Regions from separate parts of the Mus musculus genome. Here regions 1 and 2 are each linked to region 3. Evidence: chromatin contacts called from public Hi-C and Micro-C data. All regions are on one chromosome and are shown on one strand. The core of a region is the stretch at or near the end of the contact, and the rest is flanking DNA. Distances in the headings are between cores, read along the strand shown.

What was found. A called contact is a pair of places that touch in the nucleus more often than the background predicts.
Region 1: a contact with region 3 is called in a Micro-C map of embryonic stem cells, with 17 times the contacts expected there. The contact joins the promoter of Arhgef12 here to the promoter of Cbl in region 3. A contact is called at or near these places in 4 of 39 promoter capture datasets (hippocampal neurons, liver and stem cell-derived epiblast-like cells), 4 of 484 Hi-C or Micro-C datasets (B cells and embryonic stem cells) and 1 of 115 datasets of contacts at active chromatin or transcription factors (pancreatic cancer cells).
Region 2: a contact with region 3 is called in a Hi-C map of B cells, with 6 read pairs. The contact joins the promoter of Il10ra here to the promoter of Cbl in region 3. A contact is called at or near these places in 1 of 39 promoter capture datasets (pre-B cells) and 1 of 484 Hi-C or Micro-C datasets (B cells).

Annotation. Positions count from the first base shown.
Region 1 is chr9:43,104,427-43,107,126 of GRCm38.p6, forward strand. It overlaps Arhgef12 (Rho guanine nucleotide exchange factor (GEF) 12), which reads right to left and starts at 1,292. Exons shown (of 41, transcript NM_001359232.1): 1 at 753-1,292. The coding sequence starts at 784.
Region 2 is chr9:45,267,844-45,270,543 of GRCm38.p6, forward strand. Il10ra (interleukin 10 receptor, alpha) reads right to left here and starts at 1,306. Exons shown (of 7, transcript NM_008348.3): 1 at 1,163-1,306. The coding sequence starts at 1,229.
Region 3 is chr9:44,232,719-44,235,418 of GRCm38.p6, forward strand. Cbl (Casitas B-lineage lymphoma) reads right to left here and starts at 1,328. Exons shown (of 16, transcript NM_007619.2): 1 at 982-1,328. The coding sequence starts at 1,170.

The DNA.
Region 1 (2,700 bases), core at 42-2,541, 1.1 Mb before region 3:
CATACTCTACACACCACACCGTGTCACCCGATTAACAAACAAGATCCACCTGCCATGCCTAAACCAGAGCTAGAGTTTACATCTTTAAATGCTAGGGCTTCTGAAAGATGAAATGTTAAAAAAAAAAAAAAAAAAAAAAAGAATAATTAGAAGCAGGCCCCATGATTTTTCCCTCATTTCCTTTAGCTCCTGGAAACTGTCCCCAGCAAGAACCCGTGATTTACTGGTAATGTCAACATTCTGGAAAATTAGGTAATTAATAATTAAACACTGTGCAGGTCAACACGTAAAAAGATCAGAGTCACAAATCACAATGCAGCAGGATGAAAATTAAGTTCACAGACAGAAACTCCTAAAATTGTGAGTCTAGAACTACCACAGGACAGGAATCCACCCGATGATGCACCAGTACCCACCGACCTCAAGCTCTGACCTTCACCCAAAATGACCTCCCTCTGGTTCCAAAACGAGTACACAATCTTAATGCACCCGACAGAAAACCACAATCATGGTTTTCCTTCATTTCCTCTGAGAATATGGGGGAAAGTTTCTCTCCCAAAAAAACCTGCATTTCCAAATTCAATCAACCGGTTAACTTGGCAGCAACCCTAGACTAATTGCACAGCTCCGAAACAACCCTCTTTCCTATGCCTGTCAATTGCACTAGCTGAAGGCAAATCTGCATCACCGACTCCCCTGCTGCGTGGGACCGAATCCAGGGAAGGTTAGCGACCGAGGAACTTCATACCCACCTGTCCGTGATAGTAGACTGTGTGCCACTCATTGGGGCCCTTGGCGAGAGGTCTTCTTTTTATCCAACTTGCATTTTACAGTAACACCTCCACACCCCACCCCCAGTGCTCTGGGATCAGGCCCAATTTCGGCAGGGACACAAAAGTCCAACTCAAAACTCCATTCAGTCATCTAGAACATCCGATTGCAAGGGGTCAAGGAAAGGGGATGCGGGCTGAGGCAAAACAAGTTATCTCCCCAAACAAACCGAGCAAGTCGGCCACAAGGCGAGCTCAAGAACTAAGAACGATCCTCAGCAAGGCACGGAGAGAAAACTTCGTCACAGAGGGAAGTCGCGAGCCGTAGGACGGGAACCGGGATCCCTCCGGAGCTGGGGCAGGATCGGCTCAGGGACGGGCGTCGGCTTCGGTCCCGAGTCGGCGGGGCCCGGCCCTCGGGTCCCCGCTCTATCTGGGGCTGCGGGCCACTCGTGGCCGCAGCCTCCGCCGCGTCTCACACCGTCCCGCGCCGGACTCGCGCCGCCCCATGTCCCCGGGCCGAGGGCCCTGAGCTGCTCCGCGCCGCCCCCACCCGGCTCCGGCCGCCGCGCTGACAGGGACCCTGTCTCAGCGCCCGGGGCAGCTCCCCATCCCTCGGAGGCCCCCGCGCTTCTTCCGCAGTGGCACGGCGGCTCCTCCCCGACGCTCTGGTAGGCGGCGGCTCCCGCGAGGAGCGGGAGGTCTCGGCCCGGCCCGGAAGCCCGGCCCCCGAGCAGCGGCGGCGGCGGTGGCGGTGGAGGCTCGGTGCGCAGGGCCGTTCGCCCGGTCTCAGGGGCACTCGCGGGAGCGCGCCCAGGGTGGAGGGGGCCGCCGGCGGTGACGAGCCTTGCGACCGCTGCGGGCGGGCGCGCGCGCGGGTTCCGGTTCCGGTTCTGTCCCCTCGGCCCGGCGCGACTGGAGCGCGCCGAGCCGTCCCCTCCCCCGCCGACTTTTTTGGGCCCTTCTCCCTGGGACTTCGGGAAGCCGCTTCACCCGGGATCCCTCCGCTTCCCGGACTCTCCAAACTTGAGCAGATACTTCCGCTCAGTGCTGTCGCGGGGGATAGAGGGAAGCGAAAAAGTAGTTCTGTGTGGCGAAGCGGGCACTGCTGCCTTCTTGCCCCTCGAATGCTCTCGAGGTGCAGCCCACAGTGTACAATCCACCCGGGACAGCAGAGGAGCCATTCCACAGTCTCGAGGAGTTCACGTTTAGAGGTTCTTCGGAACTCCCGGGCTGGAAACTTTTATTCTTTAAGAGAATGTATTCGTTCCCGGTGTCAAATGCTTTTGATGACTGCGTGCGAGCCCAGGTCCACGGGCCCCCGACAGTGTTAGGCAAACCTGCGCGCGCGCGCACACACACACACACACACACACACACACACACAGGTTTTGGGGTGAGCCAATCACCTGGGGCACCTGCTGGCCTAGTCCCACAGCACGGAGGGGAAAGGGGTGGGGGGATGGCCAGAAGAGGCTGTGGAGAAAGGATCTGGGCCCACACTTAAGCCAGGAGTTCCTGATATAAATATTGCTTTTAGGCTGTTTTGCCTTGGCAAAATGAACTGTATTGTTTGCCAAATTGAGAACGCATGGTGCTTTCCACAGCAAGTTAATAAGCGTGTTGTGAAAAGAGATGGAAGAAGTAATACATCTGTCCGGTAAACAGCACAGCACGAGGGATCCCTTTGAAGAGTTCCCAAATGTTTTCTGGTTTCTCTTTCGATGGGGTAGAGACATTCAGCTAACCATGTAGTTTTCTGATTGAATAAATCTGTCCCTGAGGAAATGAGGGACCACGACACAATATAGTTCTCCAATTCTGCCTGTAAACATCAAGCGACTATTCCTTTTATACAATTATCTTCAGTCTCTTCTGAGCTTCAATCCGTGTAGGTGGGAAGAGACTTCGGCCATTTTGTGGAAATCAA
Region 2 (2,700 bases), core at 56-2,555, 1.0 Mb after region 3:
AAATGGAGACAATGAACGTCAGCGGTCCAGCCTCCTGGCCTCCTCGAAAACTCAGCTGTGAAGTACCTGTAGTCTCCCACTCTATTAGTTCTAAAGAGCTGACACAGGAGCCTGGAGCTAGCAGCTTGCCAGTATGACCAGGAGCAGAGGAGTGACCCCCTTGAGATCCTCTGCCCTTTTTGTAACAATACAATAAGCATTCCTATTGAATTCTCCTGATGAGTTCTGCGGGCTTAAGTGTGTTGCAAGGACAATAGCCCTTGTTCCTCTCCAGCCTTCTTGACCCTTTAAGATGTCTCCTCTTGAAGGCAGCTCTGCAACACTTTCCTTCTCCAAACTGCCAGCTCTCTGAGAGTCACAGTTCTCAGTTCTCTTTCAGTGACCCTGTCATTCTCAGAAAACATACTTGTCCCAGCCCTTCCCCCCCCCCACCCCTTTCTTTGAATCTCAAGGTTGTGTTTCAGTTGCAAAACTCTGAGAGGGGGAGTGAAAACCTCAGCCCGTGTTTGTGATGTTCAGCGGGGCACATCCCCAGTGCCTCTGTAGATAACATGACTGACTGTGCTCTTTTTACTTTGAACTCCTGTAAAAGTGTGTTTTGGGGTCCCCGGTCTTCGTACTTCTGTGCCACTTGGTCCCTCCAACTCTCCACTTTTTCATTCTCTCCTGGGCTACAGGAACCTAGCCTGAGCTGAGGAGTGGGTAAAGTGTGTGTGTGTGAGGGGGGTGGGCAGCAGGCAGCGGAGATGAATTGTGGGCTAAAGACTAACAGGGTGGTCGGGAAGGGTGGGCAGAAAGAAGGGATGGGGTGAGATGGTAGGGTTCAGGGAGAGGAGCCTAACTAAGAAGGGGCACGATCAGACCCACGGAAGAACCAGAACAGCCGAAAAGTGAGGGCTAAGTTATGGATTGTCCGGAGGTGGTAGGATAATGATTTGAGGAACAAGGGTACGTACAGGACGGAAACTATAGGCTTTACCCATCCATCGCTGGCCACTCCCAAACAGCCACAGTTAATCTTAGCCTCCTCCACTTAAACAGCAGGTGAGCCGGAGACCGTTTTGCCAGCATGAAGGAGCTGGGGCGGGACCCCAGCCCATCCAAGCAGATTCTCCCGCGAATGTGAACTTTAAAGCAACAGAGCGAGCGCTGGGGAGCCTACCGTATGCAATGAATTCTAGGCTCAGGCTGGAGATCGTGACGAGGAATGGGAGCAAACGCGACAACATCCTGGGCGCACAGCGGCATCGTCCACTGGAGCCGGCCTTTACGCCTCCGGCCGGCGGCGTCCTGAGAACTGAAGACTGCCGCTGGATCCACAGGGCCAGCTTGACATCAACCTGAAGGCGGAGCCTCGTTGCTCCGCCCTCAGCCCACGGAGCTTGGGAACCTCCGCAGGAACCTCAGCAGGCAGCGAAGTCTAGCTAGTTCTGGGGCATTTGTCTCAAGGTGAAAGAGCAGCTGAGGCTTTCTGTGGCTGGGCTCTTAACTCTCACACCGACTGGACAGCCTGTCTCCCCTCTCCCTCCCCCTCCCCTTCCCCTTGCCCCCTTCCCCTCTCTGTTGTAGCAATTGGAATTACTGACTGGGCCAGGAGCAAAGCACAAGCGTGCAGGTACATGTGTGAAAGTCCTGGGACCTCTATGCAGGGCCCTCTGCTAAGCCAACAGTGAGGGAACGTCCCTACCTGACTCTTGGTGGGAGTCCATGACACCCCCAGGCCCTTTAGGTTGTTCTTGCCCTAAATCTGCAGGTTAGAAGTGTCAATAGGCGCCTTGAGGGACCTGGTATCACTCAGATGCCTCTTCAGTGACCAGGACATCTGTCTGCCCTCCAGTGTCACCAAAGATGTTAATTGTGTGAGAGACCAAGCTTTGTCCACCTGACTTATTGGCAGGTGGCGCTGATACTGTGAGTATGTCACTTACATGATTTTCAGGGATCTAATTGTGAGGTGTACAGCGCCCGTGGGGTCATCTGCCAGGTACATATTCATGCTATCCTGGAAGCCCTGTTTTTGTTCTGAGGAGGCACAGAAGCCAAGGAAGGGCTGGAGTCACTAGGATGCCCTTGCTCTCAAGAAGTCACTTTCTATTCCCCTCAGAGCCTACCTGTCACACGGAAGACACTACTGCCTTGAGAAGGCTTGGCCAGCCATCGGTCTGCAAATTGCATGATTCTCAGTGCCAATACCAATCCTGCCTCCCATCAAATTAGAAACTGACTGAAAACAGTATGAGGTATTTGTTAAATTTTTCTTTTTCTTCCTGGAAATTGGATTGGATGGTTCTCCGGTGTGAAGTTCGTAGATGACAAAGTACTGTTACTATGTCAAAGATTTGGGCAACCTCTGAACCTGGAGAAGGACCCTCCAACTTGGGGGTGTCAGACACGAGCACTGCCGTCGTGACCTGAGAGCTAGTGATGCACACCACCCCCTTGGCTTGTGGAGACACAAGCTTTGTCTAAACACCGTGGGAGTGGATAGTGCTATGTCCAGTGGCCTAGACAGAGGATGCCAAGTGGAGTGGGATCATGTTCTGTGCCGAGGGAACTCACTGGGAAAGGTGCTTGTCTGTGAGGACTGGGCTGCCCTAGCTATTCAGCTAGTTGGAAGTAATATCTGTGAACCATAGCATCGAGCACACACACACACACACACACACGCACACACACACAATCAGTGAGAACCACACTCAG
Region 3 (2,700 bases), core at 78-2,577:
TTTACTCCGGAGGAAATAACACCATTCACTTACATGCCGGGGCCTCCTAATCACATTTATCTGCAGTAGGAATGTTGAAAAAAATAATAACTGTGGTAAGAGTTAAGGAAACAGAGCACTGACTTCCAACAAAATGTTAAGACAAGATTGTGTATTCACGTTTAAGTACTGGGGCCAACTACAAGACTACATTATACAGGCTCAACTGTAAGGAAGTAAGATTCTCCTGATTGACAGACTTAAAGGGCTAACCATAGGCAACCCCACCCCCGCACCTGATTTTATAATGGCTATCAAAGGGGTCTTAAATAATAAGCAGGTAGGCCCGTTACAAAAATCAAACACTACAGCCCAGCGAAAAGCACCGAGAGCAAGCAGGAAGTTCTGTAGAAGTCAGACTATTAATTCAGCACGCTCAGTCAGTCCACCTTTCGAAAGATAATGGTTCTAACCAGAACTTGTGGTTTAACCAGTGCCTATCTCAGCAGCAGCGATGGATTACATCCAACACTTTGCAAGACAAAAACTTAAGCCATCCTTAGCGGAGAAGGGAAGTTCCTTCCTTCCCTGCCCCCATTTAAACCCACCTCTTTTTCTTTGATCTGTGTGCTACATCTTAATGAGAAAAAACTATAAGCTCACCCTGACCGCAGTCAGCCGGGCCGCCTCCTGAACCCAAGTCCCTCACCCAGGGCGACTCCTCTTCCAAACCCGGAGCCGTAGCCGGCAGATCCAACACACATCCCACCCCCAGCACCCCAGGCCCACCTCCCGGGGCTCACTCGACGACCCACATCCCCAAGCTCCGCACCCCCATCGCACTTCCGCCCGGGTGGCGCGGTGACCAGCCCTCCCCCAGCCCCCACCCCATCTTTGTCTGGCTCCCCCACACCTCAACGTTCCCAACTGCCAACGGCAGCCCTCCCTGGCGCCCCACCGCCCACGCCCACCCGGCGCCGCGCGCGCCCGCAGGCCGCTCACCTTGTCCATGAGCTTCCAGCACTTCTCCACCATCTTCTTGTCCACCGTGCAGGGAGGGTGCGGGCTGAGGTGGTGGTGGTGGTGGTGCGGCTGGAAGGCGTCCTTCATGAGCCCGATCAGGCCGCCCGCTCCCGAGCCCCCAGAGCCGCCGCCGCCGGCGCCCGAGCTCTTCTTCACGTTGCCGGCCATGGCCAGCGGAGGGTCGGGAGCCCGCTCGGCCGCGAGCGAGGGAATGGAGCCGGGCGAGAAGGAGGGGCCTCTCCGGCAACCACCGCCGGCGCTCGCAGCCCAGGGAGTGAGAGGGAGGCGCCCGCCCTGAGGCGCGCCCCTGCGCGGGCGCGAGCGCGGCCGGCGCAACGCGGGGGCGCGCGCCGGAGACGGGCAAGCACGGCACGCCGCGGCGACCCCCAACGCGCGCACGAGCTCGCGTGCACCCGCGTGCCCCGCGGCTCCCGGAAAGCCTCGACCAAGTTTCCGCGCCCACTGCTCCCGCCCTGACCCACTGGGACGGGCGGGGCGGAGCCCAAAGAAAACTCAGTGCCTGCGCCCTCTGCTGGAGAAGAGAGGAATGGAAGGAAAGAGGTGGGGTCCAAGGTAGAACCTGCGCACTAGGCAGAAGAGAAGCCTGGCCGTCCATGTTCGTTGTGGCCTGGGCTTGTTGCCTCCGGGAGTTGAGTCATGGCTGTGCTCGGATTAAGACGGGTAGGGATGGAAGGAGTCTTCTAAATGTGGATATTGAGCTTCGAGTTATCTGCCTCATCTTGTGGAAAGATGGAAAAAGAAAGCCAAAGTTCGTTTTCTTCCCCTTAGTGTTTTTATTTTTGTGGTGATTGGAATTGAACCTACGACCTCACACATCCTAGACAAGTACCCCACCTTGAGCTATATCCCTATTCCACCATCTTGTTTCACCATGTAGCCCTGGCTGCCTTGGAACTCGCTGTGTAGACCAGGGTGGCTCTGAACTCACAGAGATTCACATGCCTCTACCTCCCGAGCGCAGGGATTAAAAATCGCCTTGGTATTTATAACCCTCAAAGGTTGGGAATTCAGTTGCTGCAGCTTTTTGCAGACTAAGTCACATAAAGGTTTAAGGTTAAGGACACTCGCGTCTCACGCGCTTCTTCCAGACTTTTTAACCTTTTTAAAACAAGTAACTTCCTTTTGATCTTTTTCTTTCTGAAGAGCAATTCCTTTTCTGGGAACTGAATATGTACTTTAAAGATATTCTATTGCTCAGCGGAATGCGCTGGCGGCACGAGGCCCCGCCCACAGAGGCTGTGAGCCACTTGCATGGAGGGAACAGAAATTCAGCTCCCGGACACCTTCACTTCCCTAATCTTCAGACTTCACTAGAAGTACTTTGAAAATAGGAACTTCTTTTCCAAAGAAGAAGAAAGTACCCAACCTTGGTTTGCTAATATTTTTTTAGCTCCAAAACCATTTGGTGACATTAAGTACTCAGTTCTGCCACCAAGCCTTTGGCTGGTAGGTTGTTGAACTTGTCCAGTACTTGAAGAAAGAAAACAGTCTCTGAACACCAGAATTATTCAGTCCCACAACTTTGGGTTGCAAATCAGTCATTTTTTTTTTTTTTTTTCGAGACAGGGTTTCTCTGTGTAGTCCTGGCTGACCTGGAACTCACTCTGTAGACCAGGCTGGCCTCGAACTCAGAAATCCACCTGCCTCTGCCTCCCAAGTGCTGGGATTAAAGGTGTG